2 separate regions of the Sus scrofa genome follow, and region 2 is linked to region 1. A link is a contact called in public Hi-C data. All regions are on one chromosome and are shown on one strand. Each heading gives the region's core, a stretch centred on a gene start, on an enhancer-like site or on the middle of the called end of the contact. The rest is flanking DNA. Distances are from core to core; before and after follow the strand shown. Region 1 has its middle 320 kb from the start of RND3. Region 2 holds the start of MMADHC (methylmalonic aciduria and homocystinuria type D protein, mitochondrial).

The links. A called contact is a pair of places that touch in the nucleus more often than the background predicts.
Region 2: a contact with region 1 is called in a Hi-C map of skeletal muscle, with 4 times the contacts expected there. The contact joins the promoter of MMADHC here to the enhancer-like site in region 1. A contact is called at or near these places in 1 of 5 promoter capture datasets (fetal liver), 5 of 47 Hi-C or Micro-C datasets (embryonic fibroblasts, mesenteric adipose tissue, omental adipose tissue and 2 more) and 1 of 2 datasets of contacts at active chromatin or transcription factors (skeletal muscle).

What each region holds. Positions count from the first base shown.
Region 1 is chr15:2,031,916-2,035,366 of Sscrofa11.1, forward strand. No RefSeq gene overlaps it. Among named protein-coding and RNA genes, the nearest start is that of RND3, 320 kb to the left of the region's middle. Within about 2 kb of position 1,671, at least 3 of the 83 cell types and tissues checked have an H3K27ac peak or open chromatin away from gene starts, as enhancers often do. A contact at or near this core is called in omental adipose tissue and skeletal muscle, where this site is marked.
Region 2 is chr15:2,497,259-2,500,709 of Sscrofa11.1, forward strand. It overlaps MMADHC (methylmalonic aciduria and homocystinuria type D protein, mitochondrial), which reads left to right and starts at 1,822. Exons shown (of 8, transcript XM_003133258.4): 1 at 1,822-1,945; 2 at 2,527-2,586. The coding sequence starts at 2,578. It overlaps LOC102159998 (a long non-coding RNA gene), which reads right to left and starts at 1,839. Exons shown (of 4, transcript XR_002339312.1): 1 at 1,714-1,839.

The sequences.
Region 1 (3,451 bases), core at 421-2,920:
CTTTTCCCTACTACAGTGTGAGCGTCTTGATGGCAGCCAATACGTCTTGAGGTTTTCTTTTTTTTGTCTTTTGAGGGCTGCACCCACTGCATATGGAGGTTCCCAGGCTAGGGGTCAAATCGGAGCTGCAGCTGGCCACAGCCACAGCAATGCCAGGTCTGAGCCACATCCAAGACCCACGCCACGCTTGTGGCAATGCCGGATCCTTAACACACTGAGCAACTGAACCCCATCCTCATAGATACTAGTTGGGTTCTTCACCTGCTGAGCCACAGCAGGAACTCTGTTTTTGAGTTATGACGTTACAATGCATAGTCTCTGACATAGTATGTCCTTACATGTAGTGGAAGGAAGAAAAACAGAAGGAAGAGAGAAAAGGAAGGATGAAGAGAGGGATAAAGGGACAGAGAGAGAAAGGATAGAAAGAAACAAAGGCAGCAAAGAAAGGGAGAGGGATATAAGTACTATACCTATGCAACAAGCATCCATTGGACAAAGAAAGTATTCCAAGTATGTAGCTAAATACCAATGGTGATATAAAAGTGCATCAGCACTCCAGCAGTTCAAAAATGAGAAGCCAGGTTACATAAATATATATACATAGATAGATATGACACACACATAATATATATATGACACACATATAATATATATATATATATATATAAAATGTAACACTAAAACACAGTGGATGTTGAGACATGCTCTACAAGATACCAGGAATCTTCCAACATGTAGCCCCCCTAAAAATGACCATTCTGAGGCACATAGACTTTGGCCAACATGACTACCAAATTCCAGTCCCAGATGACTGCTCTCAAGGTGACACCTGACTTGAAAGTATTTAGAGCCAGCAAACTGAGACATGCCTTTTGTGAAAAGATGATCTGAGCTAATGTTGTGTATCGATTGGATATGACTTCCGACCCACCTGTTTGCTGTCTTTAGGAGTAAAGTTATTCTGATATGAGAATGGAATTGTGTCAGGCTCTCATCTCCCATCTGCTGTCCTTGATAATCACTTATTAATTCGGCATCTGAGGGTCCTGATGAGGACTTATGGATTTGAACAAGTGGAGGAGCAACTATGGCAAGGGGCATGGCAAAAATACTGTGAGTTTGAGAGGAATGTCCTAGAGTGTCTGTCAGTCAGGGCAAAGCTACCCCTCTGCTGATCTAGTCTGAAGATCTTGAGACACTTGCTCCTGCCATGGCAATGGTCCCCAGGCTGATACACATGGAGCAGTCTAGCCTGCCCAACAGCATCATATTTCACAGCAGCAAGGGACTTTTATTTTTGTCCTGCCTATGAATGTCAGCTTTTCCTTGGCAAAACTGCCTCTCCTGAGAAACCAAAACTCATAGAAATGGTACACTTCAACTGAATTTGGCTTTATTTCTGTCATCTCCCCTTGCCTGGAACAATACGATAATGAATCCATCATGGTTTGGGGGTATGTTATTGACTGGCTTCTTAAGAGTTATTATCCTGTTTGTTATTAATTGGTGAAATCATTTTAATGAACTTGTTTTGTTTATTGGCAAAGGCAATCTTAGTCTCTGAGCGTAATTTGCTATCCCTCACAGCAAAAAAGCCCATTAGATTCTCTCTCAGGAAGGAAGTAGCTAGCAAAGGGAGCCAGGCATGACAGACCATTATAACAAGATGGGCAGTTCTCAGGGATCAGGTAGAAACAAGTTATGAAAAGCAAAAATTAAGAGAAACCAGAGGCTCTGACACAGACCAGAAAAAGAGCCCATGAAGAATGAGGAAGTCTTTCCATAGAGAATAGAGAGAAAAGCAGACACATCACTAGACACAGGGATTTTTTGAGAGAAATCTGGTGAATATGAGAGCGAGAGAGAAGAGGAGAGAGGGAGAGAGGGGGAGGAGGGAGAGGACAAAGGAAGGAGGAGAGAGAGGATGGAGGAGGGAAAGGAGAGAAGAAGGAGAGGACGGAGGAGGGAGAGAAGGGAGGAAGGAGAGGACAGAGGAGGGGGAGGAAGAGGAGAGAGGAGGGAGAGAAAGGAGGAGGGAGAGGAGAGGGAGGGGGAGGGAGGTGAGAGAGACTGTGGCTCAGGATAAGGAAGGAATTTGTAGATGAAGGTTGCCTCAACTTTGACCATTTTCCAGTTCTATGTGTGCCCTTATTATCCGCTCCCTTTCTTATTACGGAAACTTCAGTTCTTTTAGCTGAAGAGCCTGACAAAACAAGAGTGATAAAGAGCAAAGGGAGCCAAGTCAAGTAGTCTCCTGCCCTTCCTCAGAAACACCGGCGCCACAACCCTCAGCCAGGCATCCTCAGCGCTGCCTGGCCCTCAAGGTTACTCATGCAACTTTAAAACAAACTTTGAAATACACTGAGGTCTGGAAACTTTGATGAGTTTAAAACCAGCAGATCTAAGGTGGAGGAAGTCCAGATATCCACATTTTTTACAATGTGGAGGATGATTCTCAGGCACAGCCAGAGGGGAGAAAACTAGTCACTACATCTGTGCTCATGAAGACAGCCTGAGCATCATCAGCCTTTACAAAAGCTCCGTTTTTTGCCTTATTTTGTGTGCTTAGAAAACTTACAGTCCCTGACTCTTCAAAAGATATATCATGATGGGAACTGTTTTGATGTTAATCACGTGATTAGGTACGTACACAGCCCAACCTATGAGCCACTGTGATTTCTAATCATCTTTATTCAGTATCCCTTCCACTTTTCACATTTTATTTTTTTCTTTATTAAATTTCTACTATATTCCAGAAATTGAATTTGCAGCCTGGCATGGGGGAGAATGACACATATACATAGATAATTACAAGTCAAAGAAATAGGTGATCTACATCATACGAATGATGACATAAAGTTCATTGCACTGAAGTTGCAAAGTAATGTCTGGTGAAATAGCTGATGTCAAGATTTCTTGATTTGTTCAGGTGGTTCTTGATTTTTAATTCTCTCTCTAAATCCTCTCCTCTTCCCTGAGCTACTGCTTAGCACCAGTGTGTTGATGTTGGGTAAAAGGTTCTCCACTCTGAGATATTTTCCAAATGTTTCTGTGATCAAAATATTTACCTATAGTCATTGTAATCAAATAACAAAGGAAAAGCACATGCATCTTCATTTGCACCCAGTCCAAAAGGGGATATAGGTAAAAATATCCTATTTAGGTGATAGGATATCCCTGGAAACAAGTAACAGTCATTTCGAATCATGATACAATTTGGTAAATATTATCTGACTACTGGGAAATCATGAGACATATTGTAGCAACAAAGCAGCACGTCTCTTACAATAACCTTTTTATTTACTTAATCCAGCTCATTAATAAAGATCTTCTTTTCACTCTCCCGACATACGAATACTCCAAAACCACAGGCTCACATTTTGACAGCTAATTTTGCAGGATATAATTTTCCTGCTTAACCCAAGAGGAAAAAGAGATGGATGATTGAGAT
Region 2 (3,451 bases), core at 572-3,071, 470 kb after region 1:
GAATTAAAATAAATAATGGGAAAATCCCAAGTGCCACCACACAACATACATTTCACAAATTACTATCACTGGATTCCCAATCTCAGCAAAAGCAACTCCATTCACCATAAATCTTAAGTCAAAAATTTAGAAGGTCCTCTTCAACTTGTCCTTTTCCTCATCTGCAACTAATGGATAGCTATGCAGTATTGATTCCTCAACTTTCCCCTCACCTTTAAATCAGGCTCTCATGGACACAGCAATAGTTTCCTAACCACTCGATTCAGTTCCAATTCCACATCCTTCCAACCTATCTGCTATACTGAAGGCCAAGATCTCCCCAAGACACAAATCTGATAATGCCATAATTCTACATAAATCTGCTTCCAGGATTAATCTACCTTAGTAACACACTGAAGCCCAACTATGATCTGGCCCCTGTCAACCTCCAACTCAACCCCTTGATTACTTGTGGATCTCCCAACTGCCCATAGTGTTCTGAATTCCTTATTTCTGACCACACAGCTTCCTTTGACTGAAATGTCCTCACCCCTCTGTCTTTTCTTGGCATTCAGGGAAAAAAAAAAAAAAAAACCTACTCATCTTTCAAAACACAGATCAAGCACCACTTCTACTATGAAATTATTCCTGACAGCCTCCTGCCATTCCACTGACCACTGACTCTTAACTTCCACCTCTACCTGACAGAGGACTTTCTGTCCTGGCAATAATGAATAACATATGGTTCCCAGATTCAAAAAGCTTACGAATATCATTCAACCAGAAATCTTATTATATAACCTGGACAAGTGAGCCAAATTGAAAGAGAAATTATGAGGCATGAAAAAATAACGAGGTGTAAGTAACTTCAAGACTTAGTTCAGTGGTTTTTCTCAGAACCCTCTATGATTCTCAAGCTATGAGGTGTGTGTGTGTGCATGCGCGTGCTCGCTATAATGTGTTAGCTATAGATGAACTGATTTAGTCTTCAGAAACAATCTACGAGTTAAGCATTATTATTATTTGTTTTAGAAGTAAGGAAATTAAACGCATAAAGAAAAAAAGAAACTTGCCCACCATGACCCAGCTAAAAATATCTGCATGAATAAAGTATGGACTTAGGGTAATTTTTTTAAGTATAACTGACAAATGAAAATATATACTCTTTATAAATAAGTCATTTGACATATATTCTTTCAACTCCTTGTTAATTCTAAGATATTGAATAAAGTACTTTGTGCTGTACAATAAACCTTGTTTATCTATTTTATATATGGTAATGTCCTTTCTGTTAACTCCCCTACTCCCAATTCATCCCTCCCAACCTCTTCCCCTTTGGAACCCATTAATTTGTGTTCTATGTGTGTCTGTTTCTGTTTTGTAAATAAGTTTGTGTCAAATTTCAGATTCCACATATAATTGATATTATATTTATCTTTCTCTGTCTGGCTTTCTTCACTTAGTATGATAATCTCTAGGTCCATCATTTGATATATATTTACTGAGCCTATTAAGAGAAAAACATAAATGCCCTATTCTCAAAAACAGTAAGTCACGAAAAACTAAAAAAAAAAAAAAAACCACGTTACAAAGAACAGAGGACTATACTTCCTAGAAGCAAAAAGAAAGTGTTAGGGAGAGTGAAGGCTTTCAAATATTTCACTGAGTTAAGGAAAGAGGAAAGACCCATCAAAACTCAGCTCACAAGCCCTCCGTCTTGTCACCGCAACTCACCTTTTCTCCTCCCACAGCCAGGCGGGACTATCCAATGGAAGGGGCGCTACGGAAGCCTACTGTGCGCGTGCGCAGCGGTGGTTCGACGATCCTGCCCATCGACGCGCTCGGAAGCAACTCCTTCAGTCTGCTCGCTGCCCCCGTACGCTCACCCCGCCGCCGTCGCGCCGCCATTTTGAAGACGGGAAGCGTAGAGCGCTGGGACAGCTGGAGGCGGCGGCGGTGGTGACTGGTACGGCTTGTTTCCACCCGCGTTATTCTCTCCAAATTCGCCAGTCTTCGTGCCCCAGCTTTCAGTGTTGCCCCTATTCCGAGAGGGCTCCTGTCGCTGTCCCCAGTCATCCTGTCGTCCTGTCTTTAGGACTTTTTTTGCTTTCTCATCCCTCGGCGCTGCTCGAACCTTCGCTTAGAGCTGTGGTCAGGCCTGTGTTAAAAAACCTACTCGGAGCCTCAGGACGCTGTCCCGGTGGACGGCTCCACGTTCCCCACCCTCGCTTAGAGCTGTGGTCAGGCCTGTGTTAACAACCTGCTCGGGGCCTCAGGATTCCGTACTGGTGGACGGTCTCTCAGTCTACCCCATCTAGTCGGAGTTGTGTTCTGCGGACACAGACCGGGCCGAGAATTGCACGGCCTCTGGACCGTGGTCTGTGCGCTGTAGGGGCTGGGGACGAATCCTGGCTTCCTTGGGGGACGGGGAGAGCTTGCACTTCGGTGCCTTTGACGGTGGAGGGACACAGGCAGTGGTGAACGTTACCCGAGCCGTCTGTCAGAGCTGAATCCGTCACCGGCCTGTTTTGTTTTGTCCTTTCCCAGGCATAACTTTACGAAAGGAAAGATAATTTGCGTCTGCCCTTTCCGCCAGAAATGGCCAATGTGAGTAAATCAGTCTCTTAAGCACCAGTATGGTAATGAAATAGTTTGGGAACTTGCTAGGAAAGTGGAAGGGTTTACTTATAATGATACTGGTGGCACAATGTTACTCATGCTTAGTGTATCAGAAATGTTAAGAGAAGCAAAAGGGTGTGCAGTTAGGTTCATATGCTTTAAACTTTTCAATACAGGTGTATTTATTCTACAGATTCGTTTTTAGAAAAAAATTCGGTACCAGCATCCTTTCAACATTTTTAAAAGCCATTTCAGTAAATATTTAGAATCTGTTTTTAAGACGTTTTCTGTTTCTTTGGTTAGGTCAACTGAAGGTTTTGTAGCAGTTTCAGTACAGGAAATAACGTTACAAATACTACAAAATGAGACTAAGAGATACTATTCCCATAGACCAGATATATTTACTAACTTTAACTGTCCAGTGATTACTCAGACACATCCTGCCATAAGGAGTTCATATAGTAGAGGACATAAGACATATGTGAAAACAGTTACAATAAAAATAGAAACTTTTTTTTAAGCTACCCAAAGGTACAGTGCAGATTCAGAGCACAGTATCTATGTAGGGTTTGGGTTCACTTAATCAGAGAAGCATTTAATTTGAGTTTTGAAAGATGGGTGAGATTTAGATAATCTGAGGTTTGGGTGGGCAGAATAGCAGGAATATTCGGTGACACCCTCCCCTCTTTTCAAAAATCGGTAACTCAGGTCTATTTTCCTTAATGTAAGATAAAATATAAAGAGATAAGTGGGAAATGAGGTTGGATTGTGGATCCAAACAAACTCAGTAATTTGGACTTTATTCCTTAAATGTTGGTGATGTAATTAGAGCTACATGTTAGGAAGACTAATA